3 separate regions of the Sus scrofa genome follow, and regions 2 and 3 are each linked to region 1. Evidence: chromatin contacts called from public HiChIP or PLAC-seq data. All regions are on one chromosome and are shown on one strand. The core of a region is the stretch at or near the end of the contact, and the rest is flanking DNA. Distances in the headings are between cores, read along the strand shown.

The links. HiChIP or PLAC-seq counts read pairs in DNA pulled down with a chosen protein or histone mark.
Region 2: an H3K27ac HiChIP or PLAC-seq map of alveolar macrophages shows a contact between it and region 1. The contact joins the enhancer-like site here to the promoter of CDK14 in region 1. A contact is called at or near these places in 1 of 5 promoter capture datasets (liver), 8 of 47 Hi-C or Micro-C datasets (alveolar macrophages, brain, differentiating spermatogonia and 3 more) and 1 of 2 datasets of contacts at active chromatin or transcription factors (alveolar macrophages).
Region 3: a contact with region 1 is called in an H3K27ac HiChIP or PLAC-seq map of alveolar macrophages. The contact joins the enhancer-like site here to the promoter of CDK14 in region 1. A contact is called at or near these places in 4 of 47 Hi-C or Micro-C datasets (embryonic fibroblasts, fibroblasts, heart right ventricle and 1 more) and 2 of 2 datasets of contacts at active chromatin or transcription factors (alveolar macrophages and skeletal muscle).

The regions. Positions count from the first base shown.
Region 1 is chr9:70,675,782-70,680,204 of Sscrofa11.1, reverse strand. CDK14 (cyclin-dependent kinase 14) reads right to left here and starts at 2,193. Exons shown (of 15, transcript XM_021102362.1): 1 at 1,494-2,193. The coding sequence starts at 1,584. It overlaps LOC110262229 (pituitary tumor-transforming gene 1 protein-interacting protein), which reads right to left. Exons shown (of 7, transcript XM_021102367.1): 7 at 2,728-3,477.
Region 2 is chr9:70,627,088-70,631,510 of Sscrofa11.1, reverse strand. The region is part of intron 6 of LOC110262229 (pituitary tumor-transforming gene 1 protein-interacting protein); the gene reads right to left. Among named protein-coding and RNA genes, the nearest start is that of CDK14, 49 kb to the left of the region's middle. Within about 2 kb of position 2,105, at least 4 of the 83 cell types and tissues checked have an H3K27ac peak or open chromatin away from gene starts, as enhancers often do. A contact at or near this core is called in alveolar macrophages, where this site is marked.
Region 3 is chr9:70,710,893-70,715,315 of Sscrofa11.1, reverse strand. All of the region lies in intron 2 of CDK14 (cyclin-dependent kinase 14), which reads right to left. Among named protein-coding and RNA genes, the nearest start is that of CDK14, 35 kb to the right of the region's middle. Within about 2 kb of position 1,950, at least 29 of the 83 cell types and tissues checked have an H3K27ac peak or open chromatin away from gene starts, as enhancers often do. A contact at or near this core is called in alveolar macrophages, retroperitoneal adipose tissue and skeletal muscle, where this site is marked.

The DNA of each region.
Region 1 (4,423 bases), core at 944-3,443:
AACTGGAAGGGCTCCAACAGAGTTATTAGCATTAGTAAATACATATAGTTAATGCCTTTTTGAACAGGGCTTAATGGTCTCCAGGACCTGCCTCTGTGATGGTTTGGGGAAGAAGAGGGGCCCTGAAACATCCTCCTTCATAATGCCCTCAACACCTTGTTCTCTCACACTCTCCTTGGCTTAAAACTTCATTTAAATGCAGGGCCTCTTCAAAGCCATCCCTAACTCCAACTCATAAAACTGCAAATATCCAATAAATGAAATAAATAAAACCAGGACTAAATATTGATTTCACACCATAATTTTACAGTCTTCATTAAAAAGATTATGTATGCCAATATGAAATTTTAAGTTAAAAGCCAACAAAGAAAACTAGGCTAAACAATTTTTTGACTGTACTATGAAGAATGCATATTTTAGAGGCACTGATTTTTAAATGAATGGATGGAAGAATGACAATACTCATATGCAATCCAGGGTTTTACTTTAAGGAATTAAGCACCTGATGCTTAATTTTCATTAACACCTTCATTAACATGGATGACATGTTAAACAAGTGAAACAAAGGCTAGAGGCTTCTTAGGGACTCCAAGGGTTATTTTTAGTACTTGTAAGATCCTCTTGCTGAAAGCAGTTACTTGTAGAAATGAAAGTTCTTAGAGGAAGGAGCTACCGTGTTAAGGATAAAAAGGGGTTTTGTGGCCAACCCTAGAAATATGACTAACCCGTTCCACGTGACACTGTTGTCACCCCATTTGTGACATGGATTTATTCCTAAATGTCCTAAACATTTCTCGGCCGTCTATTTGTCGGTCAATTGGTTGGTTGATTTAAAGACAATAGCCCTGGAGCTCTAGTAAATGAAAGAAGTTTGGGAGACTTATTGCTCAATGTTCAGACAAGTTCACAGCGCGCACGTCTCTGCAGAGACGGAAGGATTCAGAGAGCTCGGGACTGAACATCCAAATCTCGCTTTCGAGGACCTGAAGTACCGAACAAAAGGTCCCAAGGTATCTGTCCCACTTCTCTTTAGATTGGATGTATTAAACAATGCCAAGGTACAAACTCAACATTTCTCCAATTTCCAAAGCTAAATTATTGACTGAACACCCAACGCCAAAGCCTGTGCGCAAAATAAAAATAAAAATAAAATAAGAAAGTGACCCAAGCGGCCGCGCAGCCGGGTGAGCAGCGGGCGGGGGGGGGGGGGCCTCCCCTCGTTTGCCCCCCGCGGTCGCGAAAGACGGAGGAGCGCTAGCGGCCGGGAGAGGGAACCCAAATTGTAGGCTTAAGACCATGCACGCATGAACCCTCGGATGCCGAGGGACAAGGGTGTCTCTCCTTCTTGTCGTCGCCCTCCCCCAGGTCCCGGGCACTGCTCCCTCCACCTCCGCGCGCAGCGCACCCCACCTCAGTCCCGGGTGGCCCCAGCAGTGCTAGCGCCCGAAGCGCGGGGCCGACCGGCCGGGTGCCCCAGACAGCACTCTACTCACCAATGCGGCTGAAACTATCCGACAAAGTTCTCCGCAACTTCTTCATCTTGCCGATCTTCTCGGCCGGCTGCGGCTCAATGAGGTCGCACATCTGGGCGACGCGGGGTTTGGGCAACTTCCCCAAAATGGTCCAGAGCGGAGCGCAGACAACAGCTAGGGCGCGCGGCGCTGGGAAGGCGGCGCCTCCTCCTCCTCCACCTCCTCCTCCTCCTCCTGCGGCCGCGAGGCAAAGCGCTGGGCTGGGGAGGCGCAGGGCTGGCTCCGCTCCGGCCTGGGCCGCGGCTGGGCGGGCGGAGGCGGTCTACGTGGTGCCGCGGGCGGCAGCGATAGCCGCCGCCGTAGTGGCCCCGCGCAGCGCTGCCGCCGCCCCGCTCATTTTCCCTCCTTTGTACCCGAGAGGAGCGCGGCCGGCGGCTGGCAGGGGGGGTTGGCGCGGGCGGAGGCGGGCCGAGGGCGGGCCGGGGACAAGGTGCGGGAGTCGGGGGTTGCCGAGTGCGCGGGGCGCGGACGGGGACAAGTTCTCAGCCCCGAGTTCCCTGAGCTCGGGAGAAAAAGCCGTGGCGCGGAACCACCAGCCGCCCTGCCCTCCACGCCCCTCCCCGCCGCCGCCCGCCGCCGCCGCCCACGCCCCGCCTTCCCTTCGGCCAAGGCCCCCAGGCGCTGGACCCCCGCACGACCTCAGCGCCCCGCCCGGAGCCCGCGTCTTCAGCCGCCCTCCCCGCCCCCTCGCGCCCCCGCTCGGCCGCCCCCGCGTTCCGCCCCTAGCTGTCCGCCCCGCCCGCGCGCTCCAGGATCGCGGAGCACGGCGAACCAGCAAGGCCGAGAGCCGGCCGTCTCTGGGGACCCCAGTCTCGCTTTGGGGGGACGCCTCTAAAGGAGGCCGAATCTATCGATCGTTTATCTTAGTGGCTTTTCTCGTTGCCACGATCGCGTGTGGAGAGAGCGCGGAAAGGGGGTGGGCGGGTGGGATTCGGCCGAGACCGCTGCCTCCGGGTCGGGGCAGTGGAAGGGCCCCCAGGGTGCACTCAGGTTTGATGGTGACTTTTTGTTCTTCAGTTTTGCCGAGGAAACTGTTAGGTGAAAGATCTAAAGGGACGGGGGAGAGGGGGAGGCGTTTCTTTAGAAGAGTCCGGTGCACAAGCATCTCTAACTCTCAGGCAGGGCTAGTGCTGTTTCCTTCATCTCTCTGCCACACAGGAATGACAGACAGCGATGTAGTTGTAACTGATTTATGATATGGATACTTAGTTTTGTAATAAATTGCAAACAGAAGGCCTTCTTCTAAATTGGAAGCCTTTGAGGCCAAAAATACTGTGACCTCTTCTTCCCCCACCCCAAAAAAAGGAACTTTAAAAAGGATGTTGGCGGGGGGGGAGGGGGGCGGCTTTATAAAACCCCAGAAGGTACAGTTTCAGCAGCAAACACACACCGTCTTTATTCTGCTTAAACGTGGTACAAGGAGCCAAGCCTCCAAGACAGTCTCCCAGGGGAGACTGAAGGAAGGTGGGGGACGGCCTGAATGTGTTGACTGGGGGCCAGCAAACTCCTTATGAATAGAAATGTAGTCATCTTGAGTCATCTGGCTGTGTAAGTAATAAGAGCTTGGGAGCCTGTGACAATGCTTTTTGGTTTAAAGGAATTTTGGGGGAGCTTATGTTTTATTAATAGATTTTTATCTGAAAATAAAAACTAGCCCTTTGCCTTCCTTAAATTGTGAGGTAGAACACTTGGATTTGTTCTGCCCTGCCCTGAGCACATCATAGGGTCTTGATAGACGGTGGCTGAGAAAAGACAGGAAATCAAGACAAGTAGGGAGTGGAGGGTGGGGACTTCGCAAAGAAAGTCAGTATGAGTTAAAATGCCAGGATATTGGGTCCCAGTGACCATATCTAGAATTACTGACAGCCCCAAGTGTGGCCTCAGACAGGAAAAAGTTAGACTTTTACCACTTCCTCAGATTCGCAGGGGAGAAAGTTAGCAGCAGCTGTGAATGAAAAGACAAATGCAATCAATCAAAATACTGATGGGTTCTACCTATCAGTAAACAAAGATGAAGACATAGTTATTAATTGAATGAAATTTGACAACTATTCATCTGCAGCTGTCCTATTCTATTATTAACTCTGACAATGGCTGTTTTGGGTTGTTTTGGGTTGGGGGGAATATATATATTCTCTGTTTCAACTTCCTAATATTTAATATTATTCACTTTTTAAAAGATCGACTTCTGCTTAAATAAATTATAGTATATGCATACAAAGGTAGAGTAGGTAAATATTTTTAAGTGACATAGATCAATATGTATTGGTGTATAAATATGTCTAAAGTAAATGAAAAAAGCATATTTACCATTAGCCCATTTCCATGTGTATAAGAAAAAGCTTATGTATAGACATATGTATGTTTCTATATACTTAGAAAATTTCTGGAAAAAAATGTAAGTGTGCATATACAGAATAGAGAAAACATTTTCTTTGTACTTTGTACCTTTAAGTATACTTTGAATGTTTCCCCCCCAAAAGTCATTACTTTTATAATAAAAATAGTAATTTAAAACAAGCATAATATTTATTTCATTTTTATCCGATTCCAGAAAAATTTCACGTAATTACAATGGTATACCTTGCAGAAGAAATAGTTGTTAGTAGCAGACCAAGTAAGCCCTGGCAATTATGAATAACCAAATTTCCATTATATGCTTATGCCTTTGTTGGTTATAAATTAAAATGGCTAATTTTGCAAGAAACTGTGATGCAAAAAAGGAAATATTTAACTGGATGCTTTTAAGATATGCGCACTTATGTTGTAGTATTCAACTCTTTATGTAGTTATTTGTTTTGCATTTGCATACAATGTATTGCTGCCACTGAGAAGTAACATGTTGTCCTCAGAAACAAAGATGACTATCCAGCATCTGTGTGGCATATGTA
Region 2 (4,423 bases), core at 856-3,355, 49 kb after region 1:
GAAAAGCATTGAGGCAACTCAGCTGAAAATTTGTATCTTCTAAAACAAATCTACAGGGGGTCACAGCTGCATATAGAAGTTAAATCTGCAGTTATGTTTAGCAAAATTCAGAAGCTCCATAGAAAAAATAGTCTTACCTAATTGGATGACATATATAAATTACTATTCATCAGCACCATTGAGTAACGGGCCATTATTAGAAGCATTAGTAGGGTGGATCTATGCATCAACAGTTATAACAGAGACTAAATGAAATGATTATATAATTTTAAAGATGCTCAATTTTAAAAATTGAGATATTTAAACAAGGAAATGCATGGGTCTTCTGTGTATTTTGGTCAGTTTTGATAAAACAGACACACAGTTTTCAGTTCTGACACCTGCATTCATCCACACTCCTATCAAAAAATGTTCTATCACAGAAGAAAATTTCCCCAGCCCATTCCAGCCATTCCCTACCACATCCATCCCCTGACAACTGTGGTTCTCATCTCTGTAATCATAGATGAGTTTTACCTGTTCTTGAAATTCATGTAATCGAAATCATACATGTTATATATTCTTTTTAGTTTGAGTTCCTTTACTCAAGCATAATGTTTACGAGATTCATCCTTGTGGTTGTAGTAGTAGTTAGTTCTTTTTTTATTTCTGCGTGTACTCCACTGTATGAATAGATCTCAGTTTATCCATTGTCCAGTTTATGGATACCTGGGCTGGTTCCAAGCTAAGGCTACCAGGAGTAAAGCTGCTATGAACATTTACAGATTGGTCTTTGTGTGGTCAGCTTTTCACTTTACTGGGGTACATATTTAGGGGTGGGAATGCCAAATTGGATGGTAAGTATGTGTTTAACTTTATAAGAAAGTGCTGAACAATTTCCCAGAGTAGTTATATAGTTTTACACTTTTCTCTAGAAAAACATGAGTCTGAAGTTTATATTCTCTTTAGTTTCTGCCATTCTAGTGAATGTGTAGTATCTTGCTTTGGTTTAAAATTGACTTTGGGGGAGTTCCTGTCATGTCTCAGCGGAAACGAAACTGACTAGCATCCATGAGGATGCAGGTTCGATCCTTCGCCTCACTCAGCATGTTAAGGATCTGGTATTGCCATGAGTTGTGATGCAGGTTGCAGACGTGGCTCAGATCCCCCATTGCTGTGGCTGTGCCATAGGCCAGCAGCTACAGCTCGGATTCGACCCCTAGCCTGGGATCCTCCATATGCTGCATGTGTGGCCCTAAAAAGACAAAAAAAAAAAAAAAAGTATTTTTATAAGAACTTAGTGATGTTGAGAGTTTTTAAGTATCTGCTGGCAATTTATTTATTTATTTATTTATTGTCTTTTTAGGGCCACACCTGCGGCATATGGGTGTTCCCAGGCTAGGGTTCCAATTGGAGCTGTAGCCGCCAGTCTATGCCAGAGCTATAGCAACACCAGATCCAAGCCGCATCTGCGACCTACACCAAAGCTCACAGTAACACTGGATCCTTAACCCTCTGAGCGAGACCAGGGATTGAACCCACAACCTCATAGTTTGTAGTCAGATTCATTTCTGCTGTGCCACGACGGGAACTTCTGTTGGGAATTTAGATGCAGCTTTTCCTGTAAAGTGACTGTTAAAACCTTTTTATATATTTTTAAGATTTTTAAAAATATTGTTAAATTGCAGGTATTCTTTATATATTTTGGGTGCAGGTGTTTTGTCAGATACATGTGTTGTAAACATATCCTCTCAGTTTGTGCCTTGTCTGCTTGTTCTCTTAACATTGTCTGTTGAAAGTGTTTAACTTTGATAGAGTAAAATCAACCAAAAATTTTTTTCCTTTTGTGGTCAGTGCTTTCTATTTTCCTTAGGAAATCTTTGCCTACCCTAAGATTGCAAAGATATTTTCCTATGCTTTCTTCTAGAAGCTTTATTGTTTTAGTTTTATGTTTAGGTCTATAATCCACCTTGAATTAATTTTTCTCTGTGGTGTGAGGTACGAGCTGAGTTTCATTTTTCCCACATGAATATCGAGTTGTTTCAGCACTGCCTGATGAAATGACTGTTCAAGTTTAATTTCACTGAAATTATGTCAAGAAACAGGAAACTTAAAGATTACTGAAAAAAGGGGAAATTAGGAGTAAAAAAGGGCATTTGACTCATACTTGAGTCATTCTTTGAACTCACACTGCAAACATGCACGAATGACCATCAATATTTTAAAAAATACAGCCATCACACATATGAATCTCTGACAGTTAGCTCTATTCGCTGAATGAACAAACAAAACTATTTTATATGGAAAGGGTGATCTATTTGCAGCAGGATCTTAACTTTTCAAAAAACTTGTAGCATCTTTCTGTTTCACTAAATGCCTCTGAAGCAATTACATATTTTGGGGTGGGGGAGAGGGTAACTAGGAACCTTCAGTGGAACTTTTGACTGTGCAAAAAAAAAAATAGAGATTTAGAAGCCCAAATCTCTTCTAAACTGGAGAGTGTTAAGGACTTGTAGGTGCTAGACTGCACACGATGACCCACACTAGGCTGGGGCAGGCTCTACACCAGGATCAGAAGGGAAAACTACATTTTTCTCTGCCTTTGGTCTTCAGATGAGATGGGTGTGTGTGTGTGTTCAGAATAAGCAGTAATTTGGAGGAGGCATAAATATGGGCTAAAAGGCAGAGGTCAAGGGTGGGGTAGGTGAAGAGCATTCTAGCAACACATGAAGGAATAAAATCAAAGGTCAGACTTGCCCTTGGGAAAGGTTTAGCTGTGAACCCCTGAAAAACACATTTCCGGTGGCTGGTTTCCTACGTGTTCCCATTCCACAGACTCCCAAGTTCTTGGTAAAGTTACAGTGAGGTCTTGCTTAAGGAAATTAAGAGAGGGGATTTCTTTCAGCTGGGAGTGAAATTGAAAGGGCAGTGGGGCAGCAGCCTCAAAAAGGTGACCTGTGAAAAGCTGAAAGAATAAACTGAGAAACTTTGCAAGTGTCACAGAACTAGAACAAACAATCCAAAAATTTATATGGAACCACCAAAGACCCAGAATCGCCAAAGCAATCCTGAGAAACAAAAACCAAGCAGGAGGCATAACTCTCCCAGACTTCAAGAAATACTACAAAGCCACAGTCATCAAAACAGTGTGGTACTGGTATCAAAACAGACAGACCGACCAATGGAACAGAATAGAGAACCCGGAAATATACCCTGACACCTATGGTCAATTAATCTTTGACAAGGGAGGCAAGAACATAAAATGGGAAAAAGAAAGTCTATTCAGCAAGCATTGCTGGGAAACCCGGACAGCTGCATGCAAAGCAATGAAACTAGAACACACCCTCACACCATGCACAAAAATAAACTCAAAATGGCTGAAAGACTTAAATATACGACAGGACACCATCAAACTCCTAGAAGAAAACATAGGCAAAACACTCTCTGACATCAACATCATGAATATTTTCTCAGGTCAGTCTCCCAAAGCAATAGAAATTAGAGCAAAAATAAACCCATGGGACCTCATCAAACTGAAAAGCTTTTGCACAGCAAAGGAAACCAGAAAGAAAACAAAAAGACAACTTTCAGAATGGGAGAAAATAGTTTCAAATGATGCAACCAACAAGGGCTTAATCTCTAGAATATATAAACAACTTATACAACCCAACAGCAAAAAAGCCAATCAATCAATGGAAAAATGGGCAAAAGACCTGAATAGACATTTCTCCAAAGATATACAGATGGCCAGCAAACACATGAAAAAATGCTCAACATCGCTGATTATAAGAGAAATGCAAATCAAAACTACCATGAGATACCACCTCACACCAGTCAGAATGGCCACCATTAATAAATCCACAAATAACAAGTGCTGGAGGGGCTGTGGAGAAAAGGGAACTCTCCTGCACTGTTGGTGGGAATGTCAACTGGTACAGCCACTCTGGAGAACAGTTTGGAGATACCTTAGAAATCTATACATAGAACTTCCATATGACCCCGCAATCCCACTCTTGGGCATATATCCAGACAAAACTCCACTTAAAAGAGATACATGCACCCGCATGTTCATTGCAGCACTATTCACAATAGCCAGGACATGGAAACAACCCAAATGTCCATCGACAGATGATTGGATTCGGAAGAAGTGGTATATATACACAATGGAATACTATTCAGCCATAAAAAAGAATGACATAATGCCATTTGCAGCAACATGGATGGAACTAGAGACTCATACTGAGTGAAATGAGCCAGAAAGACAAAGACAAATACCATATGATATCACTTATAACTGGAATCTAATATCCAGCACAAATGAACATCTCCTCAGAAAAGAAAATCATGGACTTGGAGAATAGACTTGTGGCTGCCTGATGGGAGAGGGAGAGAGTGGGAGGGATCTGGAGCTTGGGCTTATCAGACACAACTTAGAATAGATTTA
Region 3 (4,423 bases), core at 701-3,200, 35 kb before region 1:
AAACATTATTTCTGAATTTTTTTAAAGTTGCCTCAACTCATTATTATTTTTCTCCTTTTGCTGTACGCTGATAAAAACTTACCAAAGATTGGCAACTACTTTTTTTTTTTTTTTTTGCTTTTTAGGGTCTCACCTGCAGCATATGAAGGTTCCCAGGCTAGGGGTAGAATCAGAGCTACAGCTGCCAGCCACAGCCACAGTCACAGCAACATCAGTTTGGAGCCGCATCTGCGACCTACACGACAACACCGGATACTTAACTCCCTGAGCAAGGCCAGAGGCCAGGGATCAAACCCATAACCTCATGGATCCTAGTTGGATTCATTTCTGCTGTGCCACAAGGAGAACTCCGAGATTGGCATTTTGTGACTATAGCACAAGATCTCTGCTGCCCCAAGTGTGACCTGGGGACCAGCAACATCAGCATCACCAGAGAATTCTTAAGAAATGCAAAATCTCAGGCCCCACCTCAGATCTACTGCATCAAAATTTGTTAACAAGACCCCCAGGTGATTCAGTTCCCCATTAAAGTTTGAGAAACACTGTCCTAGAATAAATTATACTGACCCTCCAAGGGCTGAAACTCAGCCATAACCATCTACACTGAAGACTCAAAAAATGATCTTTAACACTGGAGAACCATTTTCTCAAAGAAGGTAATTGAGGGATCCTGGAAAAATAAGAGGACAAGACAGAACAGGAAGCCAGCAAGCCAGCAAGCCAGCATGCTAAGGATCAATCATCTTTCACCTTGTAAACCTGATGACCTTGAAAAGTAATGGGGGCGGGAGTTAATCACAAACACCAGTCACAGCTTTGCAACTGACTTAACAGCATGAAACAGAGTTCCCCAGCTTCCGGACAAGAGAACCCATCCATGGACTGTGCTAAATGCCAAGAGTCCTGTTCAGACTGCTAAGTCTTAGCCATGAGACGAAGCAGTGCATATCACTAGCCATCAACAAGTCAACCAGATTTTAGGTGACCTGACACACACTCCATTTTGATTCATGTTTTAGACTTTAGAAGTCTGTGCATCAGTAAAGGTATTTTGTTAACTTGGAGACATACTATACATAGGGGTGTCACCTTTTTAATTCTGGTCCCACAGCTGGTTTTTCTAACAAAGGAAATCTCTGTAGATACAATGTTAATTATCGGCAAAGACATGAGGCACAGACTCATGCCTCTTTTCTAAGCCACCTGGATGGAAAAATAATCACCAATACAGTACAGCACTTTTTTGAAACAAAGAAGTTTCATTATAGATCTCTGCTGACCAATGAGGTAGCTGCTAGCCACCTATGGCAACTGGCTGCCTGAATGTAGCTAGACCCAATTGAGACGTGCTGTAAGTATAAAACATACAGTGGATTTTGAAAACTGAGTCCAAAAAAAAAAGTTAAATATCTCAATAATAATTTTATACCGATGACATGCCCAAATTATAATATTCTGATGTATTAGGTTCAATAACATATAAAATTAAAGTCTCCTATTCCTTTTACATTTTTGATGTGACTATTAGAAAATTTTTCCTTTTCTAGTAAGTATTAAGGTGGCTCGTGTTATAGTTCTACTGGATAGTATAGGTCTAGAACCTCATTAGAGTTATAAATGCTTAAGTTTTTTTTTTTTAACTTAACCTTAAGTTTTAAAAAAAGAATGGAGATGAATGAATCCTAGAAAATAACTGCAGAAAATATGTATTTAGGAGACAGCCAAATTTAAAAGGGGACAGAAAATGTTCAGCAGATCGTTTGACTGAAACAACTGCCGAGCAAGAGAGCCCTTTCTGAAATGGGGGCAGCAGGGAGGGGGTTGCTGAATCTACAAGCAAAGAGAGAAACATCCAGAATTTAATAAAAATTGAGCAAGGGGAGGAGCTGATACAAACACAGTGCAATCTCAGTGATGATGAGTTCTCTCAGAGCCTAGGAATGCAGAGGAGTAGAAAGGAGAAACAAATTCCATTTACAATACCCAATAATTTCCTGGCCGGAGCCATTCCAATCACTAAACCTTCCCACCCTGAAAATGAGGAAGGTAAAGACTTGAGTCAGCTCAAGACAGGTGCCCCACTGGCAGAGATGAAACTACAAATGAACGTGAATTCACAGCTCTTCTTCCAAAGACAGAAAAACTTCCATGAGATTGAAAATCGATTCAAAAGTCACTTTTTTAATATGAAGACCTGACTTCCCCGTTTTAAAACAGTATCCCCCGCACACACTGGAAAACAGTACTAGTTCGGTTCGTTTGGGAATGAGGCTGCAAATGTGAGGCAAGCAAAGGAGCTGAAGCCATCTCCAAGCTGGGCAGATTCCGCTCATTCCCGCCGGGAACAATCCCATCACTTAGGAAATCTGGATCCCTGCCAAACGCTGCTTCTGCAGTCTGCTGGGGGATGGGAGAGGAGGGTGGAAATGTCTGGGCAGCTGGCTTTTATCACAAAGCCTTCTCTCTGTGAAAGGCTTATAATGAATTTCCTAGACATGATATAACACAATATTTTAAGTGATTAATAGCACAAAAATATCACATTTAAAAAATAAATGTCCAAGGTATAAGAGGCCAATAACTACATAAATGGAATTTGATGCAAATGTTAAAACCTTATATTTGAGTGGCTTTTAAATTCCTTTCATTAGGCTTCACCTCAAGAAATCTATATGGGAGAAAAAGAAACTAATATATCAAGAGCTTAACAGAGGCACCAAGTACTACTGTAGCAGAAGTTCCCAGGCCAGGGATCGAACCCTCACCAAAGTAGTAACCAGAGCTACAGCAGTGACACTGGATCCTTAACCCTCTGAGCCACCAGGGAACTCCCCAAAATGACTAGCTATTGATAGGAAAAATATTGTGAGCCATTCATGTATTAAAACTCACATGATCCTAACAACCTTCTGGGGTGGGGGGGGTTATTGTTATTACTATCCCATTTAAAGATGCATGGAGAGGTTAAGTACCACAACCAGGAGGTGTTGGGGCCTGGACGTGACCTCAGATTTATGACATCAAGGCAGCTCAGCATCAGCACCCTGAATTCTTGCCTAACACATGAACTTGCTTTGTGGCCTTCACTTTCAGATGAAGATACTGAGGTTCAGAGGAAATAAGAGACTTGTCTGTTCGTCATAACAAAGCTACTAAATGGTGGAGCAGACTGTCTATATCTCACATTGAATTCTTCTCACATGCAGCTTCCTGTTTTCACCAAACCTTTGCCCTAGTTCTTAATGCTGTCAGTATTTTCTCTCTGTTCCCAAGGGGAAGGTTACTAGCCACTTCTCCTTTCTCTTTTTTTAGCCAGACTACCAATATTCCCACTATGGCTTGAGGCATCTGAAAAATACAAAATAAGAACTGATGCTCTTCACAGCTATATAAAATTAAGTAATATTCAGGTCTATAAATCCATGATGGAATATGGAAAATAAAATGCATTTGTCTTAATGGACAAATTAGTGACGGATTCACATTACTTCTCATTAATATTATAATACTGAGGAAATTAACTACCATTTGGAAATCCACATTTACTAGAGCTTTTAGGTCACCCACTTCACCGGATTTGATCCTGAATGCAATGTCCTTGAGTCTTGATTTTCTCAAGTGAAGCAGAATAATGGGGTCAAGGGTAGCAGGACAGGAAACCACGGTTCTGCACCCAACTCCACCATGAGAATAGAAAACTGTGGCCTGGGGCACAGCAATCACCTTCCTGAAATGCTATTTCCCCCTCTACAAACCAGGAATGAAGGTATTTAACCACCACTTCACAGAGCTGTGGCGAGAACTGACCGAAATAACAAGTGCAACTGTTTTGTAAACTCTGAAGCCCTGCAAAAATCTGCTGTGAATATGTATGAACACTCGTGCCCAACATGAGCAAGAGAAGGGGCTTCAGGATCTCTGATGATGGCCAAGAGTGAGACAGGGTTCTGTCTCTCTAAACCCACACACCCTGTAACTTACGCTCCAGGTGAAAGGATCACTGGATTTCCAGTGATCAGGAAATTTAAATGCACTCATTTAAATAAAAGGCACAATTCCCATTGCAAGTGCAATCCTAATCAAGTCTCCAAGGCTGTCTGAGGATGCTCCAGGGGAGCCTTCATTGCCAGACCTTCTGATCAGATGCAAGATGGATAAAGATTTTTCCCTTAAAATTACTTAAAAGTGAATTCACATGCACAATGCTTAGGTGTCTTACTTTTAAAAAATAAATAAATAAACTGGGGTGGGGGGACTTAAGAAAACAAATCTAATACCTTAAAATCTAATGCTCAGAACCCTTCGGATATTCCTTTTTTGATATTTTTATTTTCCCTCCTTGTGTCACATTATCAACATGCCAGTATCCAAGTCTGTTACCAAACCTGCCAAAGAGATGCATCTATGGAGAAAAGCCCTTTTA